Regions from separate parts of the Mus musculus genome. Here all the other regions are linked to region 1. Evidence: chromatin contacts called from public promoter capture Hi-C data. All regions are on one chromosome and are shown on one strand. The core of a region is the stretch at or near the end of the contact, and the rest is flanking DNA. Distances in the headings are between cores, read along the strand shown.

Region 1 (3,768 bases), core at 536-3,035:
CAGCCAGCTCAGAGCCTGACAGACCAGGACCGGCTTCCAGCCTGCTGCCCTGAGCTCAGATACTTAAAAAAAAAATGTTGCTAATAAGGAGAAAGTCAGTCTGAACACAGCAGACGGTATTGTCTTTGTTCCCAGTGTTCACATGCTCTGTGGCTCCGAGCCTAAGAGCAAAGACAGATAGTTTCCCTGTGCACATGCCTCTCAAAGTTAGGCGCAGTTGGAGAGGACCTTGTTTTCCCCAGCTGCAAATAAATATCAAGGAGGCTGGTAGCTCAGGGGCTCCTACCTGCCTGTGACTCAGAAATGAATGGAAATACCTCTACATATAATATATATATCAGAGCATCCATGAGCAGAAGGCCAGGAGCCCCGGGAAGTCTAGTTTGGGCTGTCAGAGGCAGGGAACAGAACCACACAGCCTGGAAGGTCAAGGAGTGACAAACATCCTTGGAAAGGAGCACATTCCTGGGAGGGCGAGGGAGAGAAACTCGCCTGGCCTGAGAATATCTTCACTGAAAGTTAGCCACCTGCTCAGATCCCAGCAGACACCAGAGGGCTTGAGAAGAGAAAAAAATATATATCTGACATAAGAAATGCAAAGCTGAGAACCACAGACTCTGATTCGGACACAGCCATTTGTCCCCAGAACACGGAAACCCTTGCAGAAATTTCTAGAAAAGTGCAGCAAGGGATTTGCCACAGGGCTAGGGACCCACTGGCAGATAGGTGATCCCCTGAAGGATCCTCGGCGGGCTGCTGTGGCTGTGGACAGAGGCAGGACTCAGCCTACAGAGCTGCAGGGAGTTTGTCCATTTCATTGGAAGACAACACTAAGAGGACACTTGGATCCTAAGACTCTGTAACAATAACCTAGTTACTCCCAGAATTTATTTTTGAAAGTCAGGGTCTCACTATGTGGCCCTAGATGGCTTAGAACTCACTATATAGACCAATCTAGCCTAGAATTCACAGAGATTTGCCTGCTTGTTCTTTTCGTGGGAATTAGGATGGAGCCCAGGGCACCACAGACGCTTGACGAGGGCGTTACACACTGATTTGCAGTCCCACCCCCACCTTCGTTTTGGGGAGCTGGGCTCAAGCTGTCTTCATGCTTCAGTTGCTGAGGGTCCAGGAACTTTTTCTTTTCGAAGAAGCCACATGAAGACTCAGGGCCACCCTTGGTAGGAGGCAGGAAAGCGAAGGGTCGTTGTCCACCCATTTTCCGTGTTTCTCCCTATCTCTGGGTCACCAGATCACACTCCAGGACTTCTGCCTCTGTCTTCACACCCTGGCCCGCTACCACCCATCTAACACCCACACTTTTGTCTTCTCAGCCTTCAGCCCATCAGTCCAATGCTCTGCCCCAAGGCCGATCCAGACAGACCCTCCTCTTCCACCCCTCTCCCCACCCCGCTGTCTTTGTCCGCAGTCACCTTCTGTCTCTCTCCGCTGCCCTCCTGGATCCCTCCCCTCTGTCCAGTACTCTGCCTGATCCTAGGCCCCTGCCCTTAATCCCTCTGATCCCAGCCCCAGACTTTATGGGCCCCTCCCCCTCCTTCAAAAGCCACGCCCTCCCCACTTCCTTCAGTTGCCTCCCACTGGGTCCCCCCTTCAGAAGTTCCTCCTCTTGACCTCCTGGTGCCCTCCCCTTCCTCTGCCCTTTCACCCCGCCCAACTCCCCCCTCCATGTCCGCCCTCCTCTTCTTCCCTCTCGGGGTCCCCTCCCTCTTCCCCGCCCTCCGTAGCTGGCCAGCAGGGGGCGCTGGGCAGAGGCGGGGCGGCGCGGGGACTGGCCGCGATGGGACCGGAGGCGGCGCAGACAAAGGCGCGGGCGGCGCGGGGCGCGCGGAGGGCGCGGGCCGGAGGCTGCAGCGACGACGACGCGGGGTGAGCCAGACAGGGGGACCCCAGCTTCCGAGGCACAATCAGGGAGTCGGGGGCGCAGGAAACGCAGACGGTTTCCAAAGTTGCGGACTGTGAGGCGGGGCCCAGGAGCTGCGGGGTGCAGGCTGAGGGGTTGGGATCCTGGGGTGCCGGCTAGGGGGCCGGCTCAGGTGCTGGCTGGGGCGCGGGGCGCGTCTTCACCGGGTTCCTCAGCCGAGGTCCGGGTGTTGGGGACGCCGCATCGCGAGGCTCCGCCACTTAGAAGTTGCGGGTCAGCGGCTCCCGTAGTTGCCCTCACGAGCTGCCCTGGAGGGAGTGGGAACCGGTGCCAAATGGGAAGCCGGCGTGGGGCTCCTGGCAGGGTCCCCGCCGCGCGCGATCGCGGTTCTCCGCCCCGCGCCTCTGCTCCAAGGCGCGTGACTACTCAGTGAGTAACTTTTCCTGATGGTGGCAAGTCCAGGCAGGAGTGGTCCGACCGGAAGGGCCTGGGTTCGGGGACCCCTTTCCCCCAATCTCCGCCAGTTCCATTAGCGTCTCTGACTGGACAACCCCCCTACCCTCCCTCTGTATGGGAACTTAGGTTTCGCAGCTTCCCAAGACAGCTTGGAGGGGCCCTGACCTCAGACCCCGGGTCTTGACCTCCCGCACCCGCAGGACCCTCCTTCTCCTCCAATCTCCTTAGTTGAAATTTGGGGGACTTAGGAGAATGACAGGTGCAAGCGTTCATAGGAGGCTGGGGAGCTCCGTTCTCCCGGTCCTGTTCCCTGTTCACATGGTGGGGACTAGGATGAACCGCTGTGTGCAATGCGTGCTTGTGTGTGTGTGTGTGCCTGTGCGTTGAGACATGGTCCCACTCTGTAGCCCAGGTTGGCTTCAAAGTCTCCTCATTCTCCCCAGTGCTGGTGCCACCATACCAGGCTTTCATTTTTTCCTTTTAAGTAAGCTCCCTGGAGACTCAGACACAGAGTTATCTGGGCTAAGTGGTCCTTTCTCTCTCTCTCCTCTCTCTCTCTCTCTCTCTCTCTCTCTCTCTCTCTCTCTCTCTCTCTCTCTCTCTCTCTCTCTCTCTCTCTCTCTCTCTCTCTCTCCTCTCTCTCTCTCTCCCTCCCTCCCTCCCTCCCTCCCTCCCTTCCTTCCTAGAGTTATTTATTTTATTTATACAAGTACACTGTAGCTGTCTTCAGACACATCAGAACAGGGCATCCAATCCCATTACAGATGGCTATGAGCCACTATGTGGTTGCTGGGAATTGAACTCAGGACCTCTGGAAGAGCAGTCAGTGCTCTTACCCACTGAACCATCTCTTCAGCCCCGAAGTGGTCCATTTGTGGGATCAGCGAGGTCCTGATTTTCCTGTTAGGTCCCTGGAAGCACTCCACTTTTACTCCTTGAGATGGGTTTATCCCTCCATGATGACCAGGGAGGCCTTGAACTCCTGGGATGCATGATCTAACCGCCTTGGCTTTCAGATAGATAAAACCACAGGGCCTCACCACGGATCCAGCTTTGTCCCACATTTTGATGCAAGGCCCTCTGGGAGGAGAGGGGGGCTGTTGGATGGGAGGGGATGAATGAGATGTTCCACTCGGTTGATCTTGACCTCATGTTCAGTTCCTGTGGGAGGACACTTGCCCAGTGGTGGGTAACCTGGACAGTGAGTATAATCCTGCGTGCCAACAACCAGGCTATTCTCCAAGCCATATCCTACCTACCCTTGCAGTTTGGTGGCACTGTATCACCTCTCTGGTGACACTAGAGATCTAGAGATCACTCAGTCCAGTTGTGGGGGCTTCTCCCAAAAGCAGGGCCTTTTGTTTATGCCTACAGCTCAGTTGATAGAGAGCTTGCATGGGATGCAGGATGCTCTGGGCTCCATCCTCAGC
Region 2 (3,768 bases), core at 887-3,386, 240 kb after region 1:
GGTTGACCAGAGCAAGCAGAGGTCCTAAAAAATTCAATTCCCAACAACCAAATGAAGGTTCACAACCATCTGTACAGCTACAGTGTACTCACGTACATTAAAAAAAAAAAAAAAAGGACTAAACCTCCGAAATGCAAGCCAACCCCAATTAAATGCTTTCTTTAAAAAAAAAAAAAAGATGAAAGAAAAAAGAAACTAGCTATGGGCAGGACACAACTCTTTCCATCCAATAACCACACCAAGTCCAGTCACCCGGTAATCAAGCATGACCATGGACAAACCAGGGTTTTAGACCCTAGTACAAGGGGAGAATGCAGGACGATCCAGCCTTCATGGCCAACCAGAGCTTCATAGAGCGTCCCAGGCCCACCTGAGCAACACACACTGGCCCTATTTTAGGTGGGTGGCCTGTAAGACAGTGCCTAAAAGATGTTTGCTGTCTATACTGAGGACTCCAGTTCAAGCCCTGGAACACACCTGGCAGAAAACCCCTTCATGAGAAGGTGCATGCCCCCATTTCCCAAAATAGACTGTAAATTATCTTAAGAAAGAAGAAAAACAGCCAGGCAGTGGTGGCGCAAGCCTTTAATCCCAGTACTTGGGAGGTAGAGGCAGGTGGATTTTTGAGTTCGAGGCTAGCCTGATCTACAGAGTGGGTTCCAGGACAGCCAGGGCTACACAGAGAAACTGTCTCCAAAAACCAAAAAAAAAAAAAAAAGTAGAAGAAAAGTAACTTGTGATTAAAGGGCATAGTCAACAACTAGGTTAACAGCTAGCATCTCTCATGCAGAATTTTAATTCCAGAGATTTTGTTCTAGATCAGGTATCAGTCCTGGTCTGGGACTGAACTGGAAGCATGCAGAAGCCCTGGGTCCTTCAGGGCTTAAGGTCAGTTTGGGCTGTACATACTGAGTTTTGGGCCACCCTAAGATGCATGAAACCCTATTTTAAAACAGAAGCCTGGTGTGACAGCTCATGTTTGCCATCCTGGCACTCAGGTGACTAGAAGACTGTTGTAAGTTTAAAGTTAATTTGCGCTACATAATGAGTGGGAGACGAGATTGAGACACATAAGACTGTCTAAATAAATACGTGCTGGAGAGATGACTCAACGGTCAAGAGCACTGACTGCTCTTCCAGAGGTCCTGAGTTCAACTCCCAGCAATCACATGGTGGCTCACAACCATCTGTAATGGGAATCCAGTGCCCACTTCTGCTTTGTCTGAAGACAGCGACAGTTTATGTATGCACATACGTGAAATAAACAAATAAGAGTCAGGTGTGGTGAATGCCCTGCCCGTGCACAGTGCTAGAGAAGACAGTAAGAGCAGAAGTTTCAGGTCACTTTTGCTTTGTGAGTTACAGACTAGCCTGGAACAAATGAGACCCTAATCCAAAACAAGACTCAACACAAGCAGATGAGGTAACTCACGCTTGTCATCCCAGTACTTTAGAGACTGAGGAAGATGCATTTCAAGGAGACAGAGGCCCCAGTCTGGGCTGCTATCTCAAAATTTTAATGACTCTCTTTATAGTTGGGTGGCCGAGGCAGGATGATTACCAGGAACTGGAGGCTAATTTGAGCTATCATCTAAAGAAACACTAACTCTCCCCCAGGAATGTCAGGCTGACTGGAATGGCTCTGAGCCTCAAGGTCACAGTAGGAGCACAAGGAGCCGTCCGGCCCGAGTCCTCTAAACGGACTTCAACTCTTCCGGCCAAACTCTGAAGGAGAAACAACAACAACAAAAGAACCAAACCAGATAAGGCGTGACTCAAACAAACACGGGGTCCCCGCCCCTTTGAGCGGGGAAACTGAGGTACACGCGCACCCCAAGCCGCTCAGGGCTCCAGGTCACACAACTAGGGTTTCCATCTAGATTGGCCCGCGCTATCGCTGCGAATCCGGGAAAACTGAGGCTGTGTCCCCGAGCTAGGATGGGCCCTCCCTCCCCTCCGTGGCCTCCTGACGCCCCGAGTTCCCGCCCTGCCCGGCCCCGGCGGCTCCAGCCTCGGCACCTGCACATCTGGCGGCCTGGCTCGCGCTTCCGGGAGGGCGCCCTAGCGCTTACGTCATCATAGAGCGTCCACGAGCGCCCCCTGTCCTGGCGCCTAGGAGCCTGCGCGTACTCACCGCGAGGAGGCGGGAGGACCAAATTGTAGAAGCCCTAACGTGAACGCCAAAAGGATGAGCAATCGCAGCACTAGATACGCGCACGCGCTGTGTCCCAAACATGGCTTTTAAGCAATCCGGAAGTGGGCAATTAAATGTATTATTTATCAATCCAGTGTTACACAAGGAAACCCTATCTCGAAAAGTAAACAAAAAGACAAGGTCATATGTACTCAGGCTGGATTCCAGCTCGCCATGGAGCCTAGGTTACCCTTAAAATCCTGGTCATCCTGAAATGGCGTGTACGCCATTGTATGCCACCATGTGTGACTTTCAGATTTTTGAGGTATCGCTGTAGCCCAGGCTGGCCTGGTACTCGGTATTGTGAGAAATAATCCCCTCTCTCTAATAAAGAGTCTGGTGAAAGAGATGCAGGGATTTGACTTGTTTTGTTTGGGTTTTTCTAGACCGTTTCTCTGTGTAACAGAGCTCTGCCTGTTCTGGACTTGCTTATTTAGACCAAGCCAGACTCGAACTCATAGAGATCTACCGGCCTCCTGAGTGGTCGGATTGAAGGCCTGTGCCACCAGGACCGGCCAGTTTTGGTTTTATGAAACAAGATTTCTCTTTTTATCTCTGGTTTTTCTGGGACTTTTTCTGTACGTCCAAATAAGAGAAACCGTTTTTAATATGCCTTCTGCAAAAAAAGGATTTCAGCATAGAAAAAAAGGCAGAGGCTGGCATGCTGATTTCTTGCAAACAAGGCAGTATTTGATTTCTTTTTTTCTTCTCCTACTCCTTTCTTTGTGTAGTCCCGGCTGTCCAGGAATGCCCTTTAGTGTTTTGAACAGGTTGCTCTTTAACTCAGAGATCTGTCTTTCTCTGCCTCCTCTGTGCTGGGATCAAAGGTATGTACTACTATGGCCAGCTAACGTAGTAGTTTTTTTTTTTTTTTTTAAGATTTATTTATTATATGTAAGTACACTGTAGCTGTCTTCAGACACTCCAGAAGAGGGAGTCAGATCTCATTACGGATGGTTGTGAGCCACCATGTGGTTGCTGGGATTTGAACTCCGGACCTTCGGAAGAGCAGTCGGGTGCTCTTACCCACTGAGCCATCTCACCAGCCCCCCGTAGTAGTTTTTAAAGTCCTGATCATAAGTAACCTCAGGCTTTTTCCCATAACTGGATACTCAGAGAGTTACAATCTTTGTATACCTTACCATAGTCTTTAAATTCCCCATTCTATTCCAGGGATTTAAAATCTTATCAAATGAGTCGTCTAGGCTTGAGCCTGACTATTCCTTCTCTGATTGTGGCATGGGTCACATAGTACAGTGCCTGTAACTTTACAACTATCCTGGGTGCTAAGAGAAGCAGACAGCAGTGACAACTCAGGACAGGAAGAGTCTAGCACCTCATGCTACCTGTGCTTCTTTGGTGGATTCTAAGTATACCTGATACTGAAAATATACAAGAACAAATTACTTTTTACATTATGAGTCAGGAGCTGGCCTTGAAATTCCTGTCTATCCTCCCGCCCCAGCTTCACTGGGGCTGGGAATGAAGACCTGCTGCACCATACCTATCATCTGGACAGTTCTTCTATTTGAGCACCACAATATGTCTGTCCCGTGAGGTGTGAGGTGGGGATG
Region 3 (3,768 bases), core at 806-3,305, 220 kb after region 1:
GGCCATGGTGGTGGGGGGAGGGGATGTTTGTGCATGCCTATCTATGCATAGAGACCTGCAATAGACCTAGAGGGGTTCACAGGGGAGCAAGTGACTGGTCACATTCAAACTCCTGAAAGCAGTGGAAACTGTAAGAGATGTGATATACATGCACATCCTAGGAAGTACGCATCTGGGAGCACCAGAGTGCATCAGAGTGTCTGCCCTCTCTGACTGGCTCTGCGCTGGGCTGACTCAATCTAAGGTGCCAATCTAAGGTGGCAAGCCAAGGGGCCAACAGGGCTCACTTTATTTTCAGCTGGTGCAACTTTTCAGGGTCCTGTTCTGACACTCCTGGTGTCCCCATCACCTGCAACAGTGCCACCTGGAGGAGGAAATGGGAGTTACAGTAGACAAAAGCCACACAGAGGGAAGGAGGGCCAGGAGTGGACTCTAAGGAGAGCAGAGCTTGAGTGGGAGGTAGCGTATGACTTGCTTTTAGGGCTCTCCTATGGAAGGAGGTACAGAATATGGTCACAGTTTGGAAAAACCAGGGAATGGTGGCAGGTATGGTGGGTGTGGCCTCCACCCCAGTGGCCGGACATGGAGTTCGAATTCTAGGATGGAAATGGAACTCTGCAGAGTTTGGGATTCTGCACTAAGAATTCCAGACCAAAGAGCTACATGGTTTACAGTGGGCAAGCTCCTCCCCTGCTACCACTGGCTATAAGGTTAGGGTAGGTGGGGTCTTGGGATCTGGGTCAAGGACCAAGGATGACAAGTGTCTGAGGATGTTTGTGGAAGAAGTAGTTTGTGGGTTCCAACGGTGATAACCCAGAGTTAGGGACTTAAACAGCCACAGTGGTCGATGCGTTGGGTTTCTGGAGTTCTTAGGACAGCTTTACAGAGGGGCTGGTATAATTAAGCAAAAATTTGGGAGGGAAATGTAGTTAGCCAGGAAAGAGTGGGAGAGGGCCCAAATGCATAGAGGTGTTTGGCAAAAATAGTAGTAGGTCGGGGTGGCTGGGAATGGGTTGTGGACCATGCCCCACTCTAAAAGGAGAGGGGTGGTGGTCTTACCGTGGCCAGGCGCGTCTGTTCTAGCTCCTGCAGGCTGCGCACGTGGCGGGCGAGCACCGGTTGCGCTCGAGGCCCTGCCAACTCTGCTTCCACTGCCAATACCTCCCGCGAGGCAGCGGCGAAGGCCTGGGTCACCTCGTGCACGACACTCCGGTAACTCGGGAAGTCATAGTGCTGACCACTGAGCAGGTACTGACGGTGAGCTCTGCAGTGGACCGGGAGGATGCTGAATCGACACGCTGACAAGCAGACCACGCTCCCTGCTCCAGCTACGTGGAAGATACCCCCGACTCGAAAGAGACAAACCCGAACTCCACAGACTGGGTCTGTCAGGACAGAGCTAGTGCTTAACCATCTCTGCACTCAGAGAAATGAGGGATCTTGTGGAGGGTCACACCACAGCTGCTCCCGCCAGGCCACGCCCACGGTCACATGCTGCTCTACACCTATCTACCCTGCTACTAAAAGCTACACCCTCAGCTCTACCCAACTCCCCCAAATAGACAGGCTTCAGTGTCACAGATCCTTTTACCCACCCTTCTAGACTTCGCTTTCAAGTACGCCCTGCTCCCGGCAGCAGCACTCCTGCATCTCCTGGACCAGATCTGGCTCTCTCCCCACCTCTTCCGACCAAGTCCACAACCTAGGTCCTCCCAGCCACGCCTCCAGCCGCCTCCCCTCAGGTCCCCCTCAGGCAAGCTCTCCCAGGGCCCGCCCCCTCCTCCAGCCCAGCCCGCTCACTGGTCTAGACGGCGGAAGGCCTGTGCGCGTTCATTCTGAAGCTGCTGAATCCTCTGCACCAGTGTAGCGATCGGGGCGTCTCTCTATGGGGGTGTGGGGCCATGAAGCCGGAGTCCTGAGCCCATCCCGCCACCCCGCGCCCGTCCCACCCGCAACCGGGCTCACCCAGGCCCACGCGGACTCCGCAGACCCGGGACCGTCTGCAGCAGCCAACACCTCTGTGGCGGCGGTGAGCATGACTGCGCAGTCAAGTGGCACTAGGGAATGGCCGCTGCGCCCCCTGCCGGCCGGGAGGTCCACCACCAGCCCGCGCGCCTTTGAATTCGTTTTTTTTTTTTTTTTTTTTTGAGACAGGTTTTCTGTGTAGCCCTGGCTGTCCCTGCCTCTGCCTCCCAAGTGCTGGGATTAAAGGCGTGTGTCACCACCGCCTGGTGGAACTCTAAATAGTTTCTAAAGCAACTAAATGGTTAGTTCCAGGGCTGTGTACATCCGCCAGATCCTTGCAACAAGCGGGGCTCGAATAGGGCCTAAATCGAAGTTAAGGCCACAAGTATTTCTGTACCGGTGATGCTTACGAATGTAGTTGAACCAGTTTTGGTTTCAGTGGCTGAGTACTAGTTGCTGTTGCAGGACTGAACCCAATGACACTACCCACATAGCCACTCACACCTATATGCAGGACACCTAATGCACCCCCAGCCCCCCAGACAGGGTTTCTCTGTATAGCCCTGGCTGTCCTGGAACTCATTTTGTAGAGCAGGCTGGCCTTGAACTCAGAAATCCGCTTGCCTCTGCCTACAGAGTGATGGGATTAAAGTGCACCACCATGCCCATCACGCATTTTTTTTTTAAAAGTATTTATTATATGTAAGTACACTGTAGCTGTCTTCAGACACACCAGAAGAGGCATCAGATCAATTATGGATGGTTGAGCCACCATGTGGTTACTGGGAATTGAACTCAGGACCTCTGGAAGAGCAGTCAATCAGTGCTCTTAACCACTGAGCCACTTCTCCAGCCCCTAACAAACCTTTTGATGTCATCTCACATAGTGCACACAAACCATCCATTCAGATTATACCTTTGAAATGGGATTCCCAGCACCGGGGAGGTAGGATATACTCTGAAAGCTTCCTTCCCTAAATTACTTTGGAGATGTTGGTTGCACATACATGGGGGATTTGCAAGCTGCTGGCAACCAGGTTCGAACCCACGGAACCTTCCAAATGACAAGACAGACTGCATACCTGAAGTCAATTACAAGCAACATGGCCTGTCTAAGACTCCCCACGATGGGTGAAATGGTCCTAGACGCCCTAGAGTACCCAGCTACTCATGCAAAAGTGTGCCTGATACTCAAAAATCAAAGGTAGATGAGGCGGCCTCATAAACTCATATAAAGTGTGTTGCCTGTAGTCCCTGGTGCCATGCCTGATGGTGAACTCTATCAGGTTGTCCAGCAACTTAACTGGCGTACAGAGTACTGAGTCAGGTGAACTGCTCCCCCAGAGACCCTAAATTGTGGCCCCACACATCAGAGCCAAGACAAGATCTGTAAGCACAGCCTGCCTCCCCACAGCAGCACTGTGTGGGCTCCACCTTTACATGGTTCCAAGGCTTGCAAGTTCTAACCCACTGGTTCACCCTGCTGCCCAGTACCAGTCTTTACTGCCTCCCCAGCCTCCAAGGTTCAAGGGCAGCCTAGGCTACATGGTGAGATCCCCTCCCCACCGATCCCTCAACAGAACAGTCACTCTAGACACCAATTACTGCTCCAGTGGATGGAAGGGGACTTTATTTGGTCCCGGGGTCACATGCCAGGTATGACCACAGCTTTATTTGACCTTCTTCTTGGGGCGCAGGTTGTTGGTATGGCCGCACTTCTTCTTGCGGCAGTTGACTGCACGAGGGTGCAGGCGTGCGTAGCACTTGCGGCAGATCATCTTGTCACAGTTGTACTTCTGGGCA
Region 4 (3,768 bases), core at 856-3,355, 160 kb before region 1:
GACTCTATGTCAGTTTTGTGCTCCTCACTCCCCAAACACCACCCCTTCTCCCCCTCACATCCTCACACCCGCACACTCTTCTCTTAAAATACTTCCTCTCCTGGGCCACCAGAGGCGAGTGACAGCTTTTAGGCTGAGGTTTGGGCCCACCCCCTCATGAATGATGCATTAGCCTCATGTATATGCAAGCAGGGGCCTGCAGAGAAGAGGGCAAGCACATTCACAAGCTCCAGTGTGTTTGTACCCCTGTTCCGTTCCCACCCCCACCCTGCCTCTCATCTCTCCACTGAGTTGGAGTTGGGCAGTTGTCATCTATTGTCCCTGGATATGTGACGGTGTGCATCTGTGGTGCTGTGTCTAGGCGAGGGTATGTCTATGTCGGCACCCTGTGATGTGGGTGCATCAGCTCCAGAAGGATTTCTGGTCCCGGGAGTGGGGGTGGGGTGGGGGCGAGGAAAGCCACACGCATGTATGCACACACTCTTGCACACACTGAGGGTTCCTGGCCCGAGACTCACACTGGATGTGTGTGCATGAGTGTAGAACACTGGAGAAGAAAGGAAGCCAAGCTGAGGACCTCCACCCTGGCCTCCGTGCCCACTGTGGCTCCTCAGGTTTGCACTCCCATGCTCTGAATCCCCTTTCCCTATTCACAAGACACACCCCAGGAGAGACACACACAGAGACTTTCAGGGACATTAACAAAGGGAACCATGCCTGTGTTGGCGGAGTAGGCTGCGCGACCTCTACACAAAGACACCCACAATCTGGAGCCCTCTGCTGAAGCCCCTAACGAATCCGTTCACCAGGTCTGGCTCCTCCCACAGGCTGCCACACCAGCCCTGGGATGCATGTGGCCTTGGTGACCGATGCAGGGCCACTGATAATGTGGCCCCAGCATAGTTTTGTAACAAAAGACACTGTTAGCAGTTATATCAGTCACAGGAGACCCTAGACATGCCTCTCCTCATAGCTCGTTGACACACAAAGACCCCCGATTCCTGGGGTGAAAACCTTCCTTGTCTCCCTGTAGGGACGGCCAGGGATCACCGAGACTGCCAGAGTCTGGGATGGCACAATGTATGAATTCATACCTTCCTAACTGGTCCCCACATGTCACCCATCCTGGACTGCCTCAGCCTGGCTTTATCCCAAACACACTTAGAATGAACAAAGCCACACTGTGGTGTATGCACGGGGGTCACTCCTATACCCAAGCACTGGGTCCCTTCCCTTCTACCACCTGATCATCCAAAGAGAGTTTTAAAATGCACCATACAGGTAGACTGGGGGTGAAGCACTGGGGTGGAGTGCTGAGATTACATGGAGATGTGAGGCATCTGGGGGGTCCTGTCCCCTCACAGGGTCCATCCAGGTCCTGAACATCCATTTTGGGGCATACCAGAACCCACACCCAGCATTAGCCAGGACAGTAAACATGCTTACTGGGGAAAGGGACTGCACCCCAACTCCTTATCTGTTAGAAAACCAGGGTGACTCTTAGGATGGGTGTCTGAGCCTCCTTCTTAGCTCAGGATGCAGTAAGAGGACAGAGACCTGTCTGACTTCCTTTTCCAGGGAAGAGACTCTGCTACACACACTCTTAAATTGGGGGACCCTTTCCCCACCACAGCCTTCCATTCATGTGTAAATTGGAGGTCCCCATTTCAAGTTCCCAGCTTGTCTTTATTCCAAACTCGGGGTACCCCTCCCCTAGCCCTAGCTTTCAGCACCTCCTGCTTGATCCAGAGAACTATATGCAGCCAGGGATCCTCCCTACCAGAGATGGGAAAGTCTTTTCATTCAAGACTCCCTTCCATTCCCAACACCCTTAAGGCCGCCCCTCATGCACTCAGGCCCCCCAAACTTGGTTCCCCTCCCCCATCGTTCCCTGCCCATTTTCATCGAGGAGGGGGCTTCCCCTTCATTCTGGTCAGTCCTCCCCAAGCCCTATTTTCTGTTGCCCCCCTCCTTCCGGCCCCCCCACACCTGGCTCCTTAGCGCGAACACATCCCCACGGTTCCGGGCACAAAGGACGCGACGCCCCGCTCCCGGTGTTTCTTCAGCCCTAGAGCCCAGGCGCTCAGCACGCCAGGCGCAGCCTCCTCACTTATAAAGGAGCACAGGGATGCTCTGCGCATGCGCAGCCCCTGGCCTCCAGCTGGCTTGCCTGAGATTCCTTTCACGTCTGTCCGGACACAGTCCAGGGGCTGGCTACACCTGACTCCGCCCCCTTCTCTTTGAGCTCTTAGGTACCCCATTAAATGACTCCAGTATGCCTCATGAGGCCACCTGCTCCGATTTACAGGTGGGAAAACTGAGCCTCATGGATGTAAGAGTGTTTGCCAAGATCACTCAGAAGGAAAGGGCAGAGTGGGGATTCAAACTCGATTCCCCAAGGTTCCAAAGACAGTTAACCATTTCTAGAACAGAAATGGGCTCGGAGGACCCACTGGGTCACACAGCTGCTAAAAGTCACCAAGGAGCCCGTGAGATGACAGTAATAGCCTTTGTTCAGCAGTAAATGTTTGCTGCCAAGCTCAAGGACCCGAGTTCAATCCCTGTGACCTACAGGGTGGATGGAGAGACGTGACTCCTGCAACTTGTCCTCTGACCTCCACAACCCCACACCAAATAAATAAATAAATATGATAGAAAATGTTAAATCATCAGGGACCAAGTCTGGATGTGTTAACTGCAGAACTGCTCCAGCAGCTCTGCCCTATTCATCTCATTCATTCATTCATTCATTCATTCATTCATTCATTCACTCATTCATTCGCCTTTTCTTATCATTGCTTAATGGTGCACACCAGGGTCACGTGTTTACGATGCTCCTACTTTGGGCAGGAGCATATGTGCCATTTTCACACCTGTTCTTTAAAAGCCAAGATTTTAGGGGCTGGGGATGTGGTTCAGTTGGTAGGTAGGGTGCTGCTTAGCATGCCGGAAACCTTGGGTTTGACCTCCAGCACTTCATAAACCAGGCGTAGTATGGAAGTGCATGACTGAAACCCCAGCACTTGGGAGAGGAAGACAGAGGATCAGGAGTTTAAGGGTCATCCCCAGCTACTTACCCAATTGGAGACCAGCCTGGGCTACGTGAGATCCTAGCCTCAAAAGCAGTCCTGAGGGGAGGGGACCTCAAGAGATGGCTCAGTGGATGAAGCGCTTACCTCACATGCATGAGGACCTGAGTCCCCAAACACCCACACAGAATTAGTGTACAGTGACATTCCTATAACTTCAGTGAGGACAGAGACAGGTGAAGCCCTGTGTCTTTTTTAAAAAGAAAACTTTTCATTGGCTCTTTGTGAATTTCACATCATGCACCCCAACCCCACCCCTCTCCCTCTCTTCCGTACCTGCCCTCCACCCTTGCAACCTTCCCCCAACAGAGGAGAAGGAAATCTCATCATGGAAGCTGTAGTGTGCCACAGTGTGTCCCATAGCAGACCCTTTGTCCACACTTCTTCACTTGCAAATGTTCATTGTAGTGACTTGTTGGTCTGGTTTGAAGCCTCTGGCTTCTTATTCTATTAATACTGGATGCTTGCCAGGACTCCTCTTGGAGACCTTGTTGTTGCCTTTTGACATGGAGACCCTGTAGTGTTGGATCTGTAGGATCAGCCCCTTCATGCACTCCAGCAGATCATTGATGGGGTAGATGTTGTTGTGGGCTCATTCAAAGTCCTGGATTTGGACCTGAGAGATATCTGAACTGGTCAGCCCATCAGCTCTCCAGCTCTTACACCCCCAAGGCTAGCT

The links. Promoter capture Hi-C pulls out the DNA fragments that hold promoters and counts their contacts. Capture Hi-C pulls out chosen DNA fragments and counts their contacts.
Region 2: a contact with region 1 is called in a promoter capture Hi-C map of adipose tissue. The contact joins the promoter of Kxd1 here to the promoter of Homer3 in region 1. A contact is called at or near these places in 6 of 39 promoter capture datasets (the 3T3-L1 cell line, embryonic stem cells, hippocampal neurons and 3 more), 5 of 484 Hi-C or Micro-C datasets (Th1 cells, embryonic stem cells, muscle stem cells and 2 more), 22 of 115 datasets of contacts at active chromatin or transcription factors (the 230-238 cell line, the HPC-7 cell line, the SCID.adh cell line and 15 more) and 4 of 9 other capture datasets (adipose tissue, liver, macrophages and 1 more).
Region 3: a contact with region 1 is called in a promoter capture Hi-C map of neural stem cells. The contact joins the promoter of Rex1bd here to the promoter of Homer3 in region 1. A contact is called at or near these places in 17 of 39 promoter capture datasets (the 3T3-L1 cell line, the C10 cell line, the HPC-7 cell line and 12 more), 1 of 15 datasets of contacts at CTCF or cohesin (large pre-B cells), 15 of 484 Hi-C or Micro-C datasets (CD4 T cells, CD8 T cells, the HL-1 cell line and 10 more), 27 of 115 datasets of contacts at active chromatin or transcription factors (the 230-238 cell line, the NIH/3T3 cell line, astrocytes and 15 more) and 5 of 9 other capture datasets (adipose tissue, embryonic stem cells, liver and 2 more).
Region 4: a promoter capture Hi-C map of pancreatic islet shows a contact between it and region 1. The contact joins the promoter of Ncan here to the promoter of Homer3 in region 1. A contact is called at or near these places in 2 of 39 promoter capture datasets (both in liver), 1 of 115 datasets of contacts at active chromatin or transcription factors (embryonic stem cells) and 3 of 9 other capture datasets (adipose tissue, liver and pancreatic islet).

What each region holds. Positions count from the first base shown.
Region 1 is chr8:70,281,214-70,284,981 of GRCm38.p6, forward strand. It overlaps Homer3 (homer scaffolding protein 3), which reads left to right and starts at 1,786. Exons shown (of 10, transcript NM_001146153.1): 1 at 1,786-1,887.
Region 2 is chr8:70,521,044-70,524,811 of GRCm38.p6, forward strand. Kxd1 (KxDL motif containing 1) reads right to left here and starts at 2,137. Exons shown (of 5, transcript NM_029366.2): 1 at 2,020-2,137.
Region 3 is chr8:70,504,697-70,508,464 of GRCm38.p6, forward strand. Rex1bd (required for excision 1-B domain containing) reads right to left here and starts at 2,056. Exons shown (of 5, transcript NM_025577.3): 1 at 1,966-2,056; 2 at 1,801-1,883; 3 at 1,060-1,264; 4 at 288-364. The coding sequence starts at 2,037. It overlaps Uba52 (ubiquitin A-52 residue ribosomal protein fusion product 1), which reads right to left. Exons shown (of 4, transcript NM_019883.4): 4 at 3,567-3,768. The coding sequence ends at 3,636.
Region 4 is chr8:70,118,739-70,122,506 of GRCm38.p6, forward strand. It overlaps Ncan (neurocan), which reads right to left and starts at 2,106. Exons shown (of 15, transcript NM_007789.3): 1 at 1,990-2,106.